Regions from separate parts of the Rattus norvegicus genome. Here region 2 is linked to region 1. A link is a contact called in public Hi-C data. All regions are on one chromosome and are shown on one strand. Each heading gives the region's core, a stretch centred on a gene start, on an enhancer-like site or on the middle of the called end of the contact. The rest is flanking DNA. Distances are from core to core; before and after follow the strand shown. Region 1 overlaps LOC120094697 (a long non-coding RNA gene). Region 2 holds the start of Ikzf2 (IKAROS family zinc finger 2).

What was found. A called contact is a pair of places that touch in the nucleus more often than the background predicts.
Region 2: a contact with region 1 is called in a Hi-C map of the A7r5 cell line, with 5 times the contacts expected there. The contact joins the promoter of Ikzf2 here to the enhancer-like site in region 1. A contact is called at or near these places in 10 of 12 Hi-C or Micro-C datasets (the A7r5 cell line, the Rat2 cell line, Schwann cells and 6 more) and 1 of 1 datasets of contacts at active chromatin or transcription factors (oligodendrocytes).

Annotation. Positions count from the first base shown.
Region 1 is chr9:78,173,132-78,176,902 of GRCr8, reverse strand. All of the region lies in intron 1 of LOC120094697 (a long non-coding RNA gene), which reads left to right. Among named protein-coding and RNA genes, the nearest start is that of Erbb4, 130 kb to the right of the region's middle. Within about 2 kb of position 2,337, at least 2 of the 93 cell types and tissues checked have an H3K27ac peak or open chromatin away from gene starts, as enhancers often do. A contact at or near this core is called in the A7r5 cell line, where this site is marked.
Region 2 is chr9:78,638,780-78,642,833 of GRCr8, reverse strand. It overlaps Ikzf2 (IKAROS family zinc finger 2), which reads left to right and starts at 2,475. Exons shown (of 9, transcript NM_001106916.2): 1 at 2,475-2,682; 2 at 3,907-4,010.

The sequences.
Region 1 (3,771 bases), core at 1,088-3,587:
CTTTTTCACTTTAAACAAGGTTAATAGCATGAGCAACAAAGCAAGTCACATGGCCTTTCCAGAAAACCAATCCTTAGCTTATTTAAAACTTGAATAACTCAAACTTCCCATCTCCTTCATACTTTTGGGTAGAAGAATGGGATACGACAGCAATGGCAAGAAATGAATGAATTCAAGTTTATTTTAAGTTGTTTGCATTTTCTAAAAGATCTAAAAACTGTGTCCAACATGCTTTACGAAAATGAATCACTTTTAATATGTGTGAGCTGCTTTGCATGCACTGGAAGCAAAAGGACCAATTTTAAATCTAGAGGATTATTTCTAGCATTATGGCACGGCAGAATATTTTAAGTGGTTTGTTATTAGAAAAAGATGCTTTAAAATGTTCAATATTATTCACACTTTGAATAGAAAGTAGATTTTGTAAAAATATTTTATGATTTCCAATTCAGACATGAGAACCATGGTAAACTCATTGGGTTTAGAAGGTGATGTCATGCCAACACAGAAGCTTTGACTAAAACAAGTCCTGCTCACCTGAATGGTAAGCGATGAAATTCTAGCCAAGCACGTCATTGCTGGAGTTGGCAGTTTCACAGCTCCATCTCCCCTCTTTTGCAAAACTATAGTTGGCATCCGATTCTCAGTGAGCTTTGCCAGAGAGTCATGGAGCTTGTCCTGAAAGCATTTTGCTTTATGACTCTGTTCTTTTTTTTTTTTAATCTTCTCAAATTTCTGTGTGTCAATGAATAGAGGTTCCAGGGGAGAGATGGTCCAGCCTTGAGGTCCATATCCTGTCATTGATTTCTATGCAAGACTCTCATCGACTTCGATGGGAGTTCCGCACGTGGATCAATGTCAGGATATGGGCCTTTACATTTAGATGTGAAAGTGTTTTAATAGTGGTTGGCAAACTTGTGATGAATTAGAGTGAAAGACATAAAGAATTGGCTGGAAACTTTCAGACTCATAAGCTACTCTTAATCACTAAGAGAGTTTGAAATAATATAATCAACAATAATAATAATAGTGATACTACTACTAATAATAATAAGTCAGATAGAATATTTGCATATACCTATTTGGGCCAATAAATGACCCAGTGTGTGATTTAAATTGCTTCAGTTAGCTCGGGGTATCTTATTAAATGTTGGCAGTTAAGTTTATAAGTGAACAAGCCATTTGAATTAAATTCTCCTCTGGACTCTTAGACAATGAAAGTGTTTGCCTTCTATTGACTAGAGTCTCTTGACTAGAATCTCATGATTCAAGACAGTAATACATTCCTGTGGTTTGGCTCTCAGCAAACCTGAATTTGTTCAAGAAAATTAAAATGAAGCATAAATGAAATTAAAATGTAAGAGATTAAAACTAAAACACAGAATTCAAATAATAAATTTTATAGGATACCCTTGTATGTGTCTAGCAGTAATAACCATTAATAACATTCTTTTATATCAAAGTAGTGTGTAAGTATATTCTATTTTATGTATCTATGAATATTCCCCAACCACATATACTTGTACATGCATATTCACTTATTCCTTGGTATTTATGCAGTGTTGCTGCCATGAACTCCTTTCATCAGGGTGTCCAAATCTGAGGAGGCTTAGTTCCTTCATGTTTGAATATGCCCCATGGCCACCTTCTGGCAATTTTTATCATTTTATTGTTGGATTACATCTTAAGCCAATGCAATGCAATTGCCATGCAAATATCTGTGTTTCTTAAGGAATTATGACAAGCAGAGAAAGTCCTCTCATGTTCAGTTCATGTGCAATATCCTGGAGATTTTTGTTTTATTATTGCTTTTCTGCATGTTTGTTTGTTTGAGACAGAGTGTTTCTACAAAACCCTAGCTATCTGGGAACTCACTCTGTAGACCAGAGTGGCCTTGAGCTCCCAGAAATCCACCTGCCTTTATTTCCCAAGTGCCGGAATTAAAGAACGAACCACTACACCCAACCTGATTATTTCAAACATACGGTTAGTGAATCTGGAATATAGAATCTGTCTGTATATGAATTATGGCATATTGGTACTTATATGATAGGTGACTCTAAACATGATACGTGGGGGCAGTTACCACATAAGTTAAAATAATTTAAGAATTTAAGCTACTATTCTGTAGGTCAAATGACTCATCTCGGCTGGAACTTTCTTTCCTGGCTGCATTCACTAATCATTATTCATGTCTTTGCTATCATCCTTCCCCCCCAAAAAAAGTTGTTAGTGTTTGTTTATTATGGAATTTTCCCAAAGTCTTAGCTTTCAGCCACTGGCATTCCCGGTACACCCATAGCCATGACAGCAGGCACTGAGTGCTGAATGGAGAGCCAAATGTAGCTAAGATTCCCAGATTCTCTACTGATCCAATCACTCCATTCGGCCATTGCTGTCCAGGCATTAGTGGGAAGAAGGTTGGTTGTAAATGCTTTCTTTTCTAGTATTTTAAATGAAGATCTGAGTATACACATCTCCTTCTCCTTCTGGCCCACATCATAATCACCAGTTTGATCACCATCAGTCTGAGTGTGGGAGAAAGTCCAGGGTATTTATTTCCAATGTGTCAAAGTCTCACTCCCCAGAGTGTTCCTAACCACAGAGTGCTCTGCTAATTAAGTTGCTGCTGAGGTTATAGAATGCAATCTTCAAGTCTCATCTGCATTCTGATGTGTAGGATCGTGCTTATTTGTAGTATAGATAGATATTTTTTAAAGAGAATTTAATAAGTACAGACATTTAAAGGAAAGAGTGAAGCATGTCTTTAATTCTGTGCTTTGGAGAAGAATGTTGGCCACTCATGCCTCCGTCTTTCGGTCAAAGCTTGCACTGAGCACTTCATATTCTTACTGCCAGGGCTGTTGAAATTAGTTACTGGAAGAAGATAAATGTGGGAAGGGAGAGGAAGAAAGCATGTGCCAGGAAAAAGCAGGGAAGAGAATATTTTTGTTAATGGAATAGCTGATGAACTCATAATGACAACATTACCTAAATGTGTGTATAGAATAGAGAAAAATGCTAATGTCAATCGAGACATATAAAAGGTACGCAGTGCCAGCCGAATGTCTCTCTCTGCATAACCGAATATTTTACTAGTTACTGTCAGTGTGTTCTTAAATTGATTTGATTTTTAAAGCAAAGGTCCCTGCATAATTCTATGCAAAGACTGATAGATAAAATCTGACACCAACCTCTTCTGAGGTTGACAAAGTCAGCTTCCTACCAAGCACCATTCATTCTCCTCAAATAAAAACCAAGTGGGGCTTTAGTACTCAGGACAGAAAGATAAATCAAGTGATTGTCAGGACGCCAACCAAAGGCAAGTGCAAACAGCACAGTAAGAAACTAGGAAAAATGATTACCATGTAGAAAAAAAAGCAAATATTATTTAGCTTTCTCTTCAACTTATACTAATGCATGGTCTCATTTCGTTTTTGGTATTTGTTATTTTACTTGTACATATTGTTTTATCCAAATATTAAACGACATTTAAGGGCACCACTTCAAATATATTTTGTTAAAAAGTAGTTAAAAGTTGTAGTATATTTAGGATTCTCTCATGAAGGAAACATGACAGTAAGCTAACACTATCATTTTGTTACTTTTAAAGAGAGCTTCAGAACAAATTAAGCCTGCATGCATTGTTATTTATGCTTTTAAACCATCAAGTAGAGTGAATCTGATTTTATACTAATGACACCATAGCTATGAAGTGAAAGTTTAAGTTAAATAAGTTTGTTAAAAATAGACAAGTTTGGAAGACATGTT
Region 2 (4,054 bases), core at 1,226-3,725, 470 kb before region 1:
CCAAGTGAAGATTCCACTTTCCAACCAGATAAGCAGAACTCTATTCTCCTGGTGGCATCTTTTCTTGCACGGTTCAAGCATGTAAATGCTTAACAAATTGTGGGCAAAACAGCTATGGCTAAGGGCATAAGTAAATTCATTCTTTAACCACCATCAAAATATTTTAGAGGGAAATCTTGACCAATGTGAATCCCTACAGTTTACATGTGGTCACTTTCTCATGAATGAGTTAGATTATGAGTCAGAGTACCAAGATGAGACTTCAGAGGTATGAAAAGGAACTACTCAATTTAGCTTGTAAACACATTCCCAACTTCTTCAGAAACCAGAATTCATTGTGGTCTGTAAATGAGAAAGGAGCATGGGATGTTTAAAAAAATGACCTAATTCTCACTCTTTAAAATGTCCCCCTGTAAAAATTGGGCTTCATTAGTCCCTGCCTAAATAGCTCACTCTTGCGGGAAGACTGTGGCTGCTAGTAAACTGTCCGAAGGTTTAACCACTAGAGGGAGAGGGTGTGCCTCTGGTGGCCAGGGAACCAATGACAGCAAGTCAGTAATGGATAAGCTTGAGGGATCTAAATCAAGCAGTGGTCAGCTAGGTGCAAGGACCTTATCAACTATGGTAGTTTGGTAACTTGAGGATGGCTCCTCCAGATCTCACAGTGAATCGTCTTCTGCAGGTGGATCCCGTTGCTTTTATCTAGGAAGACTTTTCCTTTTAGTACTGAATGTTTAAGTCTTTTCTAAGGACCACTATGACTTTGTAGATACTCGAAATACTGAAACTTCAAGTGGGAAGGAACACTTAGAGAACTTCTTTCACACTTCAGAGTATGTCACCTTTTCTATACTATAGAGTCACACTTTCTGCCAGCTTTCTGAATTTGCTGTCTGTTGAATTGATTAGAACGACTCCTAGATTCTCTTTAGTTTGACCTTTCCAAATCTAACTTTAAGGGGGAAAACATTGTATTCGGATAGCTGACAAGTAGGTTAAAAGGTTAGTCTTAACAATTTACATATATTGCAACTTAAAAAAAATCGTCAGGAATTATTGAAAACCTGAGCACAAGTGGTTTACCCCCAATGACATGGTTTATCTTGTTTGCTTTAAACCATCACTTTCTATAATTAAGACATATTAACCGAGCCTACAAGTATAATTGCTTAATAACTGCAATAGATATAATATGGTCTTAAAAAGGAAAAATAAATACATTAGACGTTATTAGGATATCCATTGTGTAGCACTGTGAAGCTTTGCTCACACCAAAATCTAAACACAGGGCAGAGTGGTGCTTAAGGTGAAAGTTGATTTTATTTTCAATGTGTCATATGGCTTGCTTCCACGGAAAAGGGGAAAGGGAGAAAACTCTCAGCACCTCTTTCTGGGATTCTTTAAAGGAGTGGGAGGCACAGCGCCCGCTCCTCGTTCAGCATTGATTTTCTACACAATTTGCGATACAATTTCTCAGAAATGTTGTTTGGCACTCCTGATAATTTCATGTGATTTCAAACTTAAACCACCCAGACTACACAGTTCAGTATTTCCAGCTCCTTTCATTTTCCTTTTCCCTTTAATTATAGAAGTCTCTATTCCTTTTTCTGTGGTCAAGAAAGATAGTAAATGCTGCTATTTGTAGATTGAGCATGCATTTGTTTTTCTCAGGACGATTCCTATACTCTTCCCCCACCCCGGGCAAACCAAACGTCTTGATTGGCATAAGGCTAGGCTACACTTCCAGGCTGACAACTTTTTTCGACCCTCACGGTTCCTTTGAAGACTCGGGTGGATGTGGCACACGCCGAGACGGAGGCAGATATAAACAGCAAGTAAACACTCTAATTTTAAACTTGCACTGGAAAGCACTTTCACAATGGGGACAGTGGCGCTTGCTCCCTGGTCTCCCAGCGCACTCGCGAGGGCCCCTCTGCCCGGCTCAGTGTCCCAGGTCCTCCGGGTGCCGGGAGCCGGGATTCTGGGGAGGTGCCGGGCCAGATAGAAAACTTCCCGCGGCCGACATGAGCTGGAGGAGCCCGCGACCGTCCCTCCCGCGCGGCCAGCGGAGAACGTGAGCTGGGCGCGGGGAGCGGGGAGAGGGGCGGAGCCGGCGCGGGGGGCGCGCGGGGCGCGGAGGAGGCGCGGAGCCGCGCGGCACTTGTCCTGTAATCGATTGCCGAGCGCGCCGAGCGAGCGGCCGAGCGCGCAGACACGCGCTCCCGCCCCTCCCGCCCGCCCGCGCGCTCGCTCGCTCGCTCGCTCCGTGACTCTCACGGACCCGGGCGCTCGCATACGACACCCCCACCTCACTCCCTCCGCGCGCGCGTCTCCGCCAGCCCGCGCGCGCCGCCGCCGCCACCACCGCCGCTGCCCGCCCTCCGCCCGCGGGCGTCTGCGCGAGCCCGGCCGGCGGGGGAGATGTGCTCGGGCTCCGCCGGATCGGTTTCTCGGGGTTTGACCAGCTGTCCCGGGCTAACCCTGCTCCTCGCTGAAGATGGAGGAAGTAAAAACAGGATTACCCTTAGCTACAGATCCACTGCCTTAGTTTCCACCACCAACTGCAGTGCACAAACACACGTTAGGCACAGGAAAGAAAGAAAGAGAGAGAGGGAGAGGACACACTAACAGTAAACACAAACAAAAGGGTGATGGGATTATTTTACTGCATGCACTGCTGAGGTAAATCTCCGCTTGGCTTTTTGCGTGGGGAAGAACAGCTCTTGTTTTATTTGTCTTCTGATTCATAGATTATCTATCAATTTGTGTATGGTTTGCAAAGGGGGGGAGTGTTTTCAAAGTTAAGTGTAATGATATGGAATCTTGTTTAACAGTGTGGTGTGATCGAATGACTTGTTGCTGTTAACCAGTGATAATAATAATAATATAGACGCTTTTCTTTGGGGAGGGATGGGTTGTGGCTCTGATTAGGGAAATGATTTCTTTAAAGGACGCTCAGGGAATTTCGTTGAAGATGATGTCCTTTGCCTTAATGTATCGTCCCCTCCTTGTAATCTGCTTCTGGGATGTTAATGGATTAATCAGTTCTCATCTCTATAGCTGTCATGGATTTGGACTTGGTTTTGCTTTGTTTTAACTTGAATTCCAAGAAGAAAGATTGGATAACCTGGCATTGATTGCAGCTGTCTAGATAGAGGGTATTATACTGTTGGGATTGAAAACAAAACAAAACAAAAATAATACTAATAAAAAAATCTGGTGTGACACATGTATAAAAGCAGCAGTTAAATCGCTTTGACAGGTTCTGGTATGGACGAAGGAGATGGAATGAAGATTTAATTTCTTTTTCCCTTTTTTTTTTCCTATCTTGCCAGAGGCCACAAAACAGTCCTGTGAAGTTGGCCTAGGTTCCTTGCTGGGTTCTGCCTGACTGTCCCTCCCTTCGTACCCCCCCTCCCCTTTTTCTTTCAGTTTTCTTGTCTTAGCTTTTGGTCGATTCTTAAGGAACCGGTGGATCAAGTTTTTTCTCTTCTTGTTAATCGCATTGCTGTAGCACTGACTGACCTCTCACTCTCTCTTTCTCTCCCTCCCTCTCCCTCTCTCTCTTTTTTTCCTCTTTCCTGAAAGTACGTGGTGCCATTCCTGAGTGACTTTTCCTACTAGACCATCCCAAAGGGACGAGGGGGCGGGGGCGGGGGAGGAGGAGGACGAGGAGGAGGAGAAGGAGGAGGAGGAGGTTGGGGGGAGTGTTCCTTCTCTCTCATTTCTTGGTTTTGTTTATCAGCCGATCTGTTTGCTGGATTTGGTCTTGGAATGACCCACCTGTAAAGTGCTTTCCCTCCTCCTCGCCTTCAACTCTGCAGGGGGCTTGGCCTGGAAGGGGCCAGGGAGGGAAGGGGGGGGGACACAAAAAACTTCTTTCTTTCTTTCTTCGTTTCTCTTCAGCCCGACATTGTCACCTCCTCTTTGAGGGGTTAGAAGAAGCTGGGATCTCCCGACAGAGCTGGAAATGGTGATGAATGTTTTTTAATCAAAGGACAATTTCTTTTGTATGTACATTTCGTTTCTCTCTCCTTTTTCTTTTTCTTCCTTT